3 separate regions of the Zea mays genome follow, and regions 1 and 2 are each linked to region 3. The links are chromatin contacts, called in public Hi-C maps. All regions are on one chromosome and are shown on one strand. Each heading gives the region's core, a stretch centred on a gene start, on an enhancer-like site or on the middle of the called end of the contact. The rest is flanking DNA. Distances are from core to core; before and after follow the strand shown. Region 1 holds the start of LOC100284805 (10-deacetylbaccatin III 10-O-acetyltransferase). Region 2 holds the start of LOC542067 (DNA methyl transferase 4). Region 3 holds the start of LOC100274334 (putative DUF231 domain containing family protein).

The links. A called contact is a pair of places that touch in the nucleus more often than the background predicts.
Region 1: a contact with region 3 is called in a Hi-C map of bundle sheath, with 2.3 times the contacts expected there. The contact joins the promoter of LOC100284805 here to the promoter of LOC100274334 in region 3. A contact is called at or near these places in 3 of 25 Hi-C or Micro-C datasets (bundle sheath, ear and endosperm).
Region 2: a contact with region 3 is called in a Hi-C map of leaf, with 6 times the contacts expected there. The contact joins the promoter of LOC542067 here to the promoter of LOC100274334 in region 3.

Annotation. Positions count from the first base shown.
Region 1 is chr8:147,057,408-147,062,311 of Zm-B73-REFERENCE-NAM-5.0, reverse strand. LOC100284805 (10-deacetylbaccatin III 10-O-acetyltransferase) reads left to right here and starts at 1,686. Exons shown (of 2, transcript NM_001157700.2): 1 at 1,686-2,411; 2 at 2,531-3,569. The coding sequence starts at 1,968. The coding sequence ends at 3,373. It overlaps LOC100284134 (3-N-debenzoyl-2-deoxytaxol N-benzoyltransferase), which reads left to right. Exons shown (of 2, transcript NM_001157031.1): 2 at 429-1,440. The coding sequence ends at 1,271.
Region 2 is chr8:146,390,906-146,395,708 of Zm-B73-REFERENCE-NAM-5.0, reverse strand. It overlaps LOC542067 (DNA methyl transferase 4), which reads left to right and starts at 2,230. Exons shown (of 12, transcript NM_001111703.1): 1 at 2,230-2,314; 2 at 2,411-2,521; 3 at 4,487-4,580; 4 at 4,658-4,776. The coding sequence starts at 2,258.
Region 3 is chr8:146,745,809-146,750,809 of Zm-B73-REFERENCE-NAM-5.0, reverse strand. LOC100274334 (putative DUF231 domain containing family protein) reads right to left here and starts at 1,445. Exons shown (of 5, transcript NM_001148695.1): 1 at 838-1,445; 2 at 558-738. The coding sequence starts at 1,370.

The DNA.
Region 1 (4,904 bases), core at 437-2,936, 310 kb before region 3:
GATGACTCTAGATGTGTCTGTGTGTGGGAGGTTGCCGTTGTCTAGGTGATTTGTTAGGGCCTTCGCCAGTTTTTCTACCGTGCGCTCTGTGTAGGTTTTGGGCCTAATTTTCCTTTAAACTGGATCAATTCCATTCTTTTTAATTGAGAGGCAGAGCTCCTACCACTACGTTAAAAAAAGATAAATAGGACTTGGCCCATAAACTCCAACAGAAACGTACAAAGTAAATGTCATGTTGGTCAGTACATTATTTGATCAGGTCATTGTCTTAAAATATAAGGTCGCACATCCTCAGTTTGAGCGCTTAGTACTTACTCCTCTCTTCACCACCCAGTGCGTATTTGTATCTGCTACATGACCTCTGCGATGACTATTAGCGAATTACATTTTATTTAGTTGATTAACCCGCTGCTATTTCCTGCGTTCAGGTTACAAAGTTCACATGTGGTGGGTTTTCTGTGGGCATTTGCTTCAGTCACTTGGTGTTCGACGGGCAGGGTGCTGCGCAATTTCTGAAAGCAGTTGGTGAGATGGCTAGGGGCCTCCCTGAGCCATCGATCAAGCCAATCTGGGCTCGTGATGCCATCCCCAACCCACCTAAGCCACCCCTAGGCCCGCCACCGTCATTCACCGCATTCAACTTCGAGAAATCAGTCGTCGAGATCGCTCTGGACAGCATCAAGCGCGTGAAGGATCAAGTTGCAAGCGAAACCAACCAGAAGTGTTCCACTTTCGACGTGGTCACCGCCATGATCTTCAAATGTCGCGCCTTGGCAGTCGACTTCGCACCTGACGCTGAGGTTCGCCTGGGCTTTGCAGCCAGCACTCGCCACCTGCTGAGCAATGTGCTGCCCTCCGTCGATGGCTACTACGGGAACTGTGTGTACCCAGGTGGTCTCACCAAGACCAGCCAGGAGGTGAAGGAAGCTTCACTGGTGGAGATCGTGACCGCGATCAGGGAGGCCAAGGAGGCTCTGTCGTCGAGGTTCCTCGACTGGTTGAGCGGCGGCGCCAAGGAGAACCACTACAACGTGTCGCTGGACTACGGCACCCTCGTCGTGACCGACTGGAGCCACGTGGGTTTCAACGACGTTGACTACGGGTTCGGTGAGCCAAGCTACGTGTTCACCCTGAACGACGACGTGAACATCGTTCCCTCCGTTGTGTACCTGAAGCCTCCCAAGCCGAAGCAGGGCATCAGGCTGGTGCTGCAGTGCGTGGAAGGGCGGCACTCTGCCGTGTTCAGCGAGGAGCTGCAGAAGCACGCATAGAGCGAGTGTATTCCATCCCACAGTGGAGATTGTTGTATTTTGTTGTGTCGAATTGCTGCCCCCGGAATTTGCTTGCAATAAGATAGGGTTGGCACGTGTTTATACTCTGTACTGTTATCTCAGCACGTTACATTATACATGTATTGAGTGAGTATTGACAGTGGTGAAAGAATAATAGTGTTCCATTTGAAACAAATTATTTCAGACTTGTTGGCCTGATGTAGGTTCATGAGGTCTCGGCTCTTGAGTCGAGTTTTAATTGTGTCTATACAAAGCCAGGCTCCAGATGAACATCGATTGAATGGGTACTGTTTGACGATTGATCAGCAGTAGGACGAAGCTTCTTGGGCGACCAATCTCTGAACTAACCTATAAAGAAACAGGCGTGACCAAAAAAAGCATTTAGCTTGAGCAGGGTGCCACATTTGTGAGCTGCAAAGTTCAGAAACAACCGATCATGCCATGTGAGCCACAAAGCCACCACCATCACCAACCAAACCCACTTGCCTTGTGTTTCAGATCAGATTCGCCTAACAGACCCCGACGACTTCCAAACTCCAATCCAGCGTTGAGCTCGACAGCTCGTGCCAAACTAGGCCGCAGCTGGAAATACCCTCCGCTCCACTTACCTGCTGCTGGTGAGCACCGCAAGCACCAACTCGCGCCCACCGCTCCGCTACACCAGCCGACGCCATCATGTCTACCGTCGCCGCCGCCCCCACCGTCGTGAAATCGGCTCCGGAGCTCGTCGCGCCAGTGGGGCCAACACCCGGCGGCACCCTCCCACTGTCCTCCATCGACAAGACCGCGGCGGTGCGCGTGTCGGTGGATTTCATCCAGGTTTTTCCCCCGGCCGTAGGAGCAGGCGGGGACAAAGACGCCGCCGTGGCCGCGATGCGCGACGGCTTCGCGAAGGCGCTGGTGCCGTACTACCCGGTGGCCGGCCGCATCGCGGACGCCAGCCCCGGGGAGCCCGTGGTGGAGTGCACCGGGCAGGGCGTCTGGTTCGTGGAGGCCGCTGCGAGCTGCGCGCTCGCCGACGTCAACTACCTCGAGCGCCCTCTGCTCATCCCCAAGGAGGAGCTCCTCCCGCGACCTCCCCCCGAGGAGAAGCTCGAGGACCTCGTCCTCATGGCACAGGTTCGATCGCTCACCTCCAGATCCCCTTGTCTGATCCGACAGCTAGCAAGATCTCATACGCTCGATAGCCGGATCCGGGTAGAGAACGTCTTTGGGTGCTGAGAATTTGCGCTCTACAGGTGACCAAGTTCGCCTGCGGCGGGTTCGCGGTCGGGATCTGCTTCAGCCACCTGGTGTTCGACGGGCAGGGCGCGGCGCAGTTCCTCAAGGCGGCCGGCGAGATGGCGCGGGGGCTGCCGGCGCCGTCGGTTGCGCCGGTCTGGGACCGCGACGCGATCCCGGACCCGCCTAAGCTGCCGCGCGGCCCCCCGCCGTCGTTCACGGCGTTCAGCTTCGTGACCCAGGTGGTCGAGATCTCGCCGGAGAGCATCGCGCGCATCAAGGACGACTTCAAGGACGCGACGGGGCAGACCTGCTCCACCTTCGACGCTGTCACGGCGGTGGTGTTCAAGTGCCGCGCGCTGGCGATGGCGCTCCCCGACGACGCCGAGGTCCGGCTCGGCTTCGCCGCCAGCACGCGGCACCTCCTCCACGGCGTGCTGCCGTCGGTGGACGGCTACTACGGCAATTGCGTGTACCCCGTGGGCATCACCCGGACCAGCAAGGCGATCCGTGAGGCGTCGCTTCCGGAGGTGGTCGGCGTGATGCGGGAGGCCAAGGAGGCGCTCACCACGCGGTTCACGGACTGGATGCGCGGCGGCGCCAAGGACGACCACTACAACGTGCCGCTGGACTACGGCACGGTGACGGTGTCGGACTGGAGCCGCGTCGGGTTCAACGAGGTGGACTACGGCTTCGGCGAACCGGGGTACGTCTTCACGCTCAACGACGACGTCAACATCGTCGCGTCGGTGATCTACCTCAAACCGCCCGCGCCCAAGCGCGGCATCCGGCTCATGCTTCGCTGCGTCGAGGAACCTCATGCTGCGGCGTTCGCCGAGGAGCTCGCCAAATTCGCGTAGATGGTTGTTTAGTCTTGCTTTATCTATACTTCATTGGTGTCGGACACTCGGACCTCATCTTTTACAATATTATCTATACTTCATTGGTGTCAGACGCTCATTAATTGTCATCGGCATTGTTGGATGTGGGAGAATGAAAAAGCTATTATAAGGAGGTGTACATGAAAGTTTAATACTCATGAACATTTATTTTAGATCTAACGTCTCTAGTTATTTAGTATATTTTGCTAAGAACACTTTCCGATATGGTGGATTGTAGGGGTGAAAGGTGTTATTTGTGAATTATAATGATCAATTAGAAACGTTAAATCTAAAATCGATAGTGATAATTTATATGTGTACTATATGCACTAAGCTTTAAGATACACCGAATATATCCTCTATAGAGAATTGTTGTGAAAAAATAAAATTATAAGCTGTTTGTTTTAAACAAGTATATACAATTTATCTGCTATAAATTTAATCTCTCCCAATTCATCCCCGTGCAATATTGACTTGCAAAAACAGCTCCCAAGCGCCAACCGAAGCATCCTCCGACGGTGACGACCGAAGACGGGTTCCCAAAATTTAAATTATTAGTAAATTGTTTTTTACCTCTTGCAGCATACTAGTAAATCCTATTTCTCATCTTTTATTTTAAACTTTACTCTATAAATATTATCAAACAATGTTATATATAATTTCACGACCGTCTTAATATTAAAAGACTTTCTATGTTTCCTTCTTCCCACATCTTCTCTCCTTCCTCTCCGAAGGCGGGCTTGGCGAAAAGGTGGGTTTGTAATGGAGGTAAGTTGAACGGAGGTAGCATCCACACCCACCTTGCATTGTTGCCATGGAACTCGATGCAGGCGATGCTGGTGGAAGCGGAAGCGGGCTTGCCGGAGGCGTCAATGCACACATTATGAACAGCTATGGATTTGATTAGACCTAAGCTGTCATCATGCAAGGAGGGCACGTTTTGGTTGCTAGTTTGCATGGACAAATTCAAACAGATGAATCATACATGGTGCTGTGGACACCCCTGCACGGCAGTGATGAGCTTACCAGTTACCACAACATATCAGGATACTATCCAATGTCAAGCAATACCATATCGTTTCAGAATACAATCAAAAGTAAAATACAAAACACAACAGATCATTGTTCTTCATTTATTAGCCTCCCAAATTAATAATTGGCATCAGTTCTAAAGCAACTGGCAATTATCATTAGCTCAGAATGTGAAGCAATTGTTAACTGCACCATAGGCAATGGTCATCATCTTTGTTGATCAATTAAAGTTCCTGGAAGCAAGAGCATAAGAAAAAATTATCATCACAGCTAGTGTCGTTTGCCTTAGTTAAGAAAAAATATCATTACAAAAAATACATCATTGGCAACAGATATATGCTCGGATTGTGTAGCGTAAAAAAATCAAGTACATTATTGGCAATGAACATATGCTCATATTGTGCAGCATCAAAAAACAAGCATATCATTGGCAAAAAAAAAAATCATCAGCTCAGATTAGTCAAAATGCATCACAACA
Region 2 (4,803 bases), core at 981-3,480, 360 kb after region 3:
AGCCTCGGGCAAGGGCAGCCGACCCCGGAGGATCTACGTCTCGCCCGAGGACCCCCTCAAGCAACGGACCCACCTTCGGCTCGCCCGAGGCCCAGTCTTCGCCAAGAAGCAACCTTGGCCAAGTCGCTACGCCAACCGACCGAATAGCAGGGGCATTTAATGCAAAGGTGGCCTGACACCTTTATCTTGACGCGCGCCCTCCAGTCGACAGAGCCGAAGTGACCGTAGTCACTTCGCTGCTCCACTGACCGGCCTAACAAGAGGACAGCGCCGCCTGCGCCGCTCCGACTGCTGTGCCACTCGACAGAGTGAGGCTGACAGCAGCCAAGTCCGGCTTCAGGCGCCATAGGAAACTCCGCATCACCCGACCCCAGGGCTCGGACTCGGGCTCAACCCCGGAAGACGACGAACTCCGCTTCGCCCGACCCCAGGGCTCGGACTCGGGCTCAGCCCCGGAAGACGACGAACTCCGCTTCGCCCGACCCCAGGGCTCGGACTCGGGCTCAGCCCCGGAAGACGACGAACTCCGCTTCGCCCGACCCCAGGGCTCGGACTCGGGCTCAGCCCCGGAAGACGACGAACTCCGCTTCACCCGACCCCAGGGCTCGGACTCAGGCTCAGCCCCGGAAGACGACGAACTCCGCTTCGCCCGACCCCAGGGCTCGGACTCGGGCTCAGCCCCAGAAGACGACGAACTCCGCTTCGCCCGACCCCAGGGCTCAGACTCGGGCTCAGTCCTGGAAGACGACGAACTCCGCCTCGCCCGACCCCAGGGCTCGGACTCGGGCTCAGCCCCGAAAGATGACGAACTCCGCTTCGCCCGACCCCAGAGCTCTGACTCGGGCTCAGCCCCGGAAGACGACGAACTCCGCTTCGCCCGACCCCAGGGCTCGGACTCGGGCTCGGCCCCGGAAGACGACGAACTCCACTTCGCCCGACCCCAGGGCTCGGACTCAGCCCTAGCCTCAGCCGACGGTCTCCGCCTCGCCCGACCCAGGGGCTCGGACTCGGGCTCAGCCCCGGAAGACGACGCACTCCGCTTCGCCCGATCCCAGGGCTCGGACTCAGCCCTGGCCTCAGCCGACGGTCTCCGCCTCGCCCGACCTAGGGGCTCGGACTCGACCTCGGCCTTGGAAGACAGACTCAACCTCGACCTCGGAGGAGCCTCCACCTCGCCCAACCCAGGGCTCGGACCGACCACATCACAGGAGGCGCCATCATTACCCTACCCCAAGCTGACTCAGGCTACGGGGAACAAGACCGACGTCCCATCTGGCTCGCTCCGCTAAACAAGTAATGATGGCGCCCCACACGCTCTATGACGACGGCGGCTCTCAGCCCCCTTACGGAAGCAAGAGGACGTCAGCAAGGACTCGACAACCCCAACAGTTGTCCTTCCGCCAGGCTCCAGCGCTCCTCCGACGGCCACGACACCACACGAATCGGGTGCCAAAACCTCTCCGGCTGCCACGATGGCATGTACTTAGGGCACTAGCTCTCCTCCGCTAGACATGTTAGCACACTGCTACACCCCCCATTGTACACCTGGACCCTCTCCTTACGCCTATAAAAGGAAGGTCCAGGGCCCTCTTACAGAGGGTTGGCCGCGCGGAGAAGGACGGGACGACGCTCGCGTAAGGCCGCTCGCTCCCTCCCGCGTCGACGCTTGTAACCCCCTACTGCAAGCGTACCCGACCTGGGCGCGGGACAAACACGAAGGCCGCGGGTTTTCCCTTTGCACGCCTGTCTCCCTCCGACTTCTTCCCCCTTCGCGCTCCATCTCGCGCCGACCCATCTGGGCTGGGGCACGCGGCGACAATTTACTCGTCGGTCCAGGGACCCCGGGTTCGAAACGCCGACACTATTCCTGGTATAATTTTTGTGTCTCATTAAAATAAGTGGATTAAATTATGTAATCTATGGAGATAAATAATATTTAGAGAATCACAAACTTCTAAGTGTGCTAGTTCATCCTAAAACATAAATTTACCTTTTTGTATTTATACTGTTTTATCAAACTTGTGTTGACTTGACTGTATAAATAAAACATGTCGAGCAAATGTTTATGCCCCGCAGGAAAATTTTATTCGTTGCCGTCTCCACGGGAGGCGGACCGGACAGTGAGTCCGCGACCGTAATTTGACTCTCAGAACTCTCCGACTCACAGAGTCACAGTCACAGGCTCAGCCAACATAAGGGAACCGGGGTTCCAAACAGTTGCTGCAGCCTAGCACGGGCCGCGCGACTGCCGGAGGCGATGGAGGCGCCGGCACCTTGGAGAGTGCTCGAGTTCTACAGCGGCATCGGAGGCCTGGTACTGTGGGATACCCTGTTTTCTCCTCCGATTCGTCCCGTCATCCATCTAATCTAACGGCGGCTAGGGTTCGGCGCCTTCCCCTTTTGCTTGCAGAGGTACTCGCTGATGGCGTCGGGCGTGCGGGCGGAGGTGGTGGAAGCCTTCGACATCAACGACGTCGCCAATGACGTCTATGAGCACAACTTCGGCCACCGCCCCTGCCAGGTGCGCTCCACTTTGACCCCGAAATCTGCTCTTTAGCAGTCCTCAAACCGAGATAGAAACGTGTTACTTACTGTATGAGAGACCGGTTACCACCTCCGCCTTGCTTCCCTTTTCACAAGCGGTTTAGAACAAAATCACCTCATGGGGAGAAATTTGGAATTTTGCCAACTTCGCTGGATTGCCACCAAATTGGTGGGTTTCGTCTAAATGTCATTATCAACCAAGACACATACGCTGAAATGCCTTTTGGCTATTTAACAAAAAGAAAAACCAATTTAATCGGGTTAGAGAGGGCGACTCATTTGCCCTTCTCTTCTCCGTTTCGCTGCTCCGCTCCACTACGACCACTTTGACACTTCGTGCGGTCGCACTCCAGCGCGATGGGCACCAGACCTGAGGCCATCTTCCGTACCAGCGTCGTCGTGGGCGCCGCTAGCTTCGCTGCAGCAGTGGGCGCCGCCGTGGGTGAGCTGCTGGATGCGCTATGCAGAGATGAGTGAAGCATGCTCATGGCACTTGTCCACGTTGGCGTCTCCATAATGGTGCAGCTGCTCATGGCGTCGGCGTCCGTGCTATGGGAGAAGGCCACCATGCTCACGGGTCACGGCATCAGCAGACATCAGATCGTTGCACTCGAGAACTCGTCGCTGGCGGACCTTGGTGGCCGTTCGTGACGTCGCTGCAGTGGACATTGATTCCTCTTGCTGCTCGCCGTGGCAGCAGCGTCACTTGCCAGCGCCGACGACCCCTACCGCTACTTCACGTGGAATATCTCCTACGTGCCCATCAACGCTAGGAACGCGAGAAGAGAAAGAACAAGCGAAAGAGCAAGATGGATTCTGTACCGGGGTAAATGAGTCAGCTTGCACCCTCCAACTCAATTAAATTGTTTTTTATTTTTAATAAATATCCAAAAGGCATTTCAGCGTATGCGTCTTGATTGATAATGGCACTTGAACGAAACCCACAAATTTAATGGCAATCCAGCGAAGCCTACTTTTTATAATGGCACAATTCCAAATTTCTCCGTCTTGGGAGCACTTTAATGGGTTCAACGCCACCCAACACCTAAACTTCAGCATCATAGCGGAATGATGGGATATCACCCTGAGTTTGGTCCCTAAAGATTTCAAGCGAGCCTTAAATGGTTTAGCCATCTACACCATGTGGAATCTTTGTAAAGATCATAGCAGCAGGATCTTTGATAACAGTCATTCAACTGCCTTCCGAGTTGCCAGGCTGATGAAGGAAAATCTGGACCTTCACAAAAGAGCACAACGTATACACCCTCCTTAGGGTGCTTGGGGTTCTTAGTTGTGGAATTTCTCTTAGCATGAATTCTCCAGTGGGCTCGCAAGCAACAAGACGTGCAGCCCAGTGTAGGGTTGTTGCCCCCTTCCTGTACATATGACTCTTTTCATCTTAATTGAAAGGCAGATGTCTTGCTGTTTACTTTTAAAAAAACTAGTGCAAGCGATTATGGGTGCGCCTAGGTGCAAGGCAAAAAGTTGCATTTGTGATGATCATCTGAAGATTCAGTCTGGAACCTTGGCTCTCAGCTCTGCTACCTGATGTTCAGATAAAGCTACACTTCCTAGCCCTGTTTTCTTGGTACTGCAACCATAACTTTGCTCGTGTATTTGCTTTTTCCAATTTTAGTAAGTAACTATTGCTAATTCGACTTCAATCGAGGACCCCTTCTTTGCTTGCCCATATAGCTTGATAAATTAGGGTGAGTTTCATTAACTTCACAGGCACAAGGGAATGAAGGGGGCAATGGCCACTTGTATTTCTCATTTTTTTAAGCGTTATGCACCTGGATCATGTACAATATACCTCACATCCAGAAGGATATTATCATTCTACGTACCAATTGATTTTTTTGTTTTAGTTTGACTTGTGAATGGTGAACTGCTATGCTGTTATAGTTTTATTAACTGTACATGCATCATTCTTGTACTATAGGGGAACATTCAAACGCTCACTGCTAGTGACTTAGACAAATACAAGGCACATGCATGGCTTCTTTCTCCTCCATGCCAGCCATACACACGACAAGGTCTCCCTCTCAATAATATCTATTCTAGAACTGTATTCTCTTTTTCATTTTTGATTCATGGATCAACCACCTTGTAGGACTTCAGAAGCATTCAGCTGATGCTCGTGCATTTTCGTTCATCAAGATTCTTAACCTCATGCAAGACATGAGCTATCCTCCACAAATGTTATTTGTGGAAAACGTAGTTGGATTTGAGGTGGATATAAACTTTACTTGATATTTT
Region 3 (5,001 bases), core at 196-2,695:
TCGCCCTACTTTTTGGAATTTCGAGGAGTATTTTGTTAGAACCATGCTTATTTTGAAATACGGTAGCATTGTCCCATGTGGATTAGAATTTGAATGTATTTTGATTTATTATGGATTTAAACCGACTTAATACCACCCAATTCATATGGACTAACGGTGAAACGAAAGCCCTGGGCTAGTTTGGGTATTCTAGTATTGACCTAAATCTATATATATTGAGGCAGATAGATGTGTAAATTAAACTAATTTATACTCTAATCTACCTTAATATACGTGGATTGGGGTAAATACTAGAGTACCCAAATAAAATCTTAAGAACTTTTGCTTTGAAGTGGATTGAGAGAGATTGGAGGGGATTAAATCTCCTCTTATATAAATTTATATAGAAGAAGATTAAATCCCCTTCAATTCCCTAAATCCATCTGTAACCGAACGAAGCCAAGTGCGTTCGACACACGAGGATCTGAGTAGCAGGTTGGTCAACAGTAACTAAACGACATGATATCATGTGTATACAAATAGCGTGGTCGCGCAAAGGCAGTCAGGCAGGCACTTACCATGGCGCGGAAGATCATGTACTCGGAGCCAGCGTCGTCGATGAGGCGCGTCCGCAACCGGTCCGGCACTGCCGCGTAGAGGATGCAGGCGAGCGACTCCCACATGTTGCGGTTCAGCGAGTCGCCCACCAGCACCAGCCGCTTGTCCCGGCACAGCTCCAGGGCCTCCGCGCCGCCCAGCCTGTGGAACACGGCGAGAAGGCGGACCGGCCGGCATGGATGCCCGAGTTAGGGATATAATATGATGCACTGTACAGTTGTCCAAACGAATGCTTGTAACCTCGTGGTGCCGCCGCAGCCCCTGGGCTGCCACCGCCACCGCTCGTAGCCGGAGTCCGGGCGCCCGTTCCGGCGGCACGCCACCTGGTCGCTCAGGAACGGGCACTCTGCCGCGTCGTACAGCGGGTACCCCGCCGCGTCCTCCACCCACTCTCCGTCGAATAGGTCGCACTGGGCGTCCTCGTCGCCGTCCCCCCATCCTTCCTCGGACGGCGCCGGGGCCGGTGAAGGCGGTCCAGCGTCGGCGTCGTCGTCGTCGTCCGGGCTCCAGTCAGCAGGGCCGCCGGCTGATGGTGAGACGGCGTCTGGCGCCGGTGGCGCAGCACGGTACGAGCCGCGGCGGGCGAGCGGTGGCGGCGCCGGGGCCTCCTCCTTCTGCTGCACCCTGGAGAATGGGTCCCACGACGCCGCCGCGCGCGACTGGAACGGCCGGTAGACGGCGGCGGCGAGGAGGATGCCGGCGGAGAGGAGGAAGAGGCAGGCGAGTGCGCACATGGAGCCGGAAGCTGGTGGCTTCATGGGGTGATCCGCCATTATTGGTTAGCTGTAGGCGGCGAGCCCGCTAGTGGAGTGACTGACTGACTGGAGTATGGAGTCCTGGGCAGGGTGATTACATAGCGAGACGGGAGTGACGGACTGGCCGGGGACCAGCAGGAGAGCGCGGGGACGGACGGCGAGCGAGGCGTGGAGGAGCCGCGGTGCGCTGTGCTGGGAGGTTTTGGTTGGGCGCCCTGGCCGGGTTTGGTGGGGAGGGGTTGGGGTTTTGGTCGGGACTTGGGATTGGGACGACCCATATGTGTGCGCCGCTGCTGCTGTTATCTATGCGCTACACCGTCTGTATATGTACACACTCTTGTGTTGTCACGTGACTGAGTGATAGTAGGTAGCTTAATTAGTCAATAGTTAAGGCCAGAGACATGTATACCCCGGTGTAAAACACTGTTTACACTGCAGAGTAGGGAAAGAACTCCGCTCGGCCAGCTTAAAGATGAGGCTCGGATTAGTTCGAAGTTGGCTCGCAAGGGTTAGCTAGCCACATCTTGTTAAATACTTTCTTACCCTCAAGCACCATCTCTCGCCTTCTTAATCACGGGTGCTCGTGCTAGAAGAGACCGTTGCAACTTGCACGCGAATTAAATATTCTAGCTAGTGCCCCCCTTGGCACACATCAAAGTGGCCTGCACGTACGCATATGCCTACGCCTACCTAGCTAGCCGGTTGTTTGAGAAAGGTACGTACGTACTTTAGGCCGATCTGAATGGGCTCAATAGTTTGTGTTACTTACGAACTCTCACGCTCCGTTTCGCAGCGGACAGCATGCTGCTGCCTGTGCTGTGCAGTGCGGCCAACGTGGGCGTGGGGGTGCCTTGCCTCGCTCCAGCTCGCCAACACGAGGACGGACACGTATTGGATCGGAGAGGAAAGCTAGCGATGATGGGACACTGGAAGAAGCTAGCTGGTGGGACACTGGATGGATGATGGAGCCTCCACTGACAGCGAGATCGAGTCCATGCATGATTGTATCGCGTCGCGTAAAGAACCGGTAACGTTCTGGCTCGCAGGATGACGCGCGCAATGAGGATGCCGGGCCGGGCCTGTGGGAGGTGTGTGCGATCCGGGGCACGGAAATGATTTGCACGCTTGAGGGGGTGTCGGAGCTTTGAATACGTCCCCCCATTCGTGTCGAGCCGAATCCGGGCGCGGGTTTCCCATGGGCCGATGGAGAAGATGTGTTAGCAGCCACCGTGTGTGACGGCGTCGCGAGGTAGAAGAAGGGTAGGAACAGAGGGTTTTTGGGTGGAGGAAAGTAGCTACTCAGTACAGAATACGAAATGTAACAATACTATGTTCTTTCCTGTCACACCCACGCACACTCTCGCCTATTACAGCCGCCACTCTGGGCCGGTATAACGGACATTGGGCCTTCTCTCTCGACGGCTCATTGGATCCGTGTCCACTATCTCAGCTGCCTTCTCGACGGGTGCTGTTGAGGTGCTGACATCCCCTGCTTGAGTTGGCGCTTGCCCCCAAGCGCCAGCATCTGGAAACGTCGACTTCAGGGCTTCGACATCCTCCCAGGTCGCCAAGGTGGCGTCGAGGCCAGACCAGCGGACAAGGACTTGGTCGACGGATGTACCACCACGAGAGACGGAGCGATGGTCTGTGCAGGGTACTGGACATCAAGATTAGTAGTTGGTAAAGCATGACTGACCAGTTTGGGCGCCGGTGTGCATGGTTTGAGCTGTGAAACATGGAACACCGGATGCACTGTGGCGGATGCTGGCAGGGACAGCTTATAGGCGACCTTGCCAATGCGAGCAATGATTTGAAAGGGTCCAAAGTACTTGAAGCTGAGCTTATGGCAGGCACGGACAACCACTGATCCCTGAACATAGGGTTGCAACTTAACATACACAAAATCCCCCACAGAGAACTCACGGTCAGATCTGCTTTTATCGGCCTGGTGTTTCATTCTTTGCTGTGCCCTTAACAGATTCTGCTTAATCACCCGAAGCATTAGTTCCCGGTCAGCTAACCATTCGGCCAGATCAGAATTGTGAACCGCATCTGCAGGGACTAATCCAAACTGGCGAGGAGCGCGGCCGTACATGACCTGAAATGGGGACATACCCAACGATGAGTGAGGACAGGTATTATACCAAAACTCTGCTAGGGGCAGCCAGGAAAACCACTTGGTTGGACAGGAATGTGTGAAACTGCGAAGAAATGTCTCAAGACATTGGTTGACACGCTCTGTTTGTCCGTCACTCTGGGGGTGATAAGCAGTGCTCATTTGGAGCTTGGTACCGGATAAACGAAACAGCTCCTGCCATAGATGACTGGTGAAGATGCGGTCCCTGTCCGAAACCAGTGACTGGGGGAGACCATGTAACTTGTAGACATTGGTCATGAATGCTTGCGCAACTTTCAGGGCAGAGAATGGGTGAAGCAACCCAATGAAATGAGCATACTTGCTAAATGTGTCCACCACCACTAAGATGCAGTTAGCTGAACCGGAACGTGGTAAACCCTCGATGAAATCCAGCGATACCACTTGCCAAGCCTGGTCGAGAATAGGTAATGGCTGAAGAAGGCCGGGATACTTAGCGCGATCTGGTTTGGCTTGCTGGCAGACAGAACAGGCAGCCACAAAGTCACAGACAGATTGCTTGAGCCTAGGCCAGGCGAAGATTTGCTTGATACGGCGGTATGTGACTGGAAATCCGGAATGACCTCCAAGAGGACTGTCGTGTAGGGCTGACATAATCTGACGTTGAATAGGAACATTGTCACCTACCCAGACCCGACCTTTATAGCGGATCAACCCTTGCTGGAGCGAGTATGGTCCTTGGGAAGAAGTCTGGACTGATAATTCGGTGATAAGCTTGGTAGCTTTGGGATCCTTGCTGTAGCTCTGGATGACTTCAGAAAGCCATTGTGGGACAGCAGTGGAGGCGCTGAAAACTTCTAAGCCAACAGGAGGGCGTCGAGACAATGCGTCTGCAGCCCCATTTTCGACGCCTTTTTTAAACACGATCTTGTATTGGAGGCCCAGTAATTTGGTGAAGACTCGCTGTTGCCAAGGTGTATGCAGCCGCTGCTCAGTCAAGTGTGACAAACTGCGCTGATCCGTATAAATGATGAACTCAGCATGTTGCAGGTATGGCCGCCATTGATCGACGGCTAAGAGGATAGCGAGATATTCTTTCTCATAAGTGGAAAGTCCCTGATTCTTGACACCCAGTGCGCGACTGACAAATGCTAAGGGGTGGCCCTCCTGTGTAAGCACAGCTCCTATGCCAGTGCCGGAAGCATCTGTTTCCATGGCAAATGGTTTGGTAAAGTCGGGTAAAGCCAAAACCGGCGCAGAAGAAAGAGCTGACTTTAATGCCTGAAATGCTTGATCGTGCTCGCTGGTCCAGACAAACAATACATGTTTCTTCAATAGGGTAGTAAGTGGCTTGGAGTGGCGCACAAACTTGCGATAGTACCCCGCCAGGCCCAAGAATCCCCTTAGTTCTTTACAGTTAGTAGGGAGGGGCCACGACGTGACAGCATCAATTTTGGCAGGATCAGTAGCAACCCCTTGATGGGAGATAACATGCCCCAAGTATGAAATTTGCTGTCTGGCAAAGGAACACTTTGAAAGTTTGATCTGCCAACG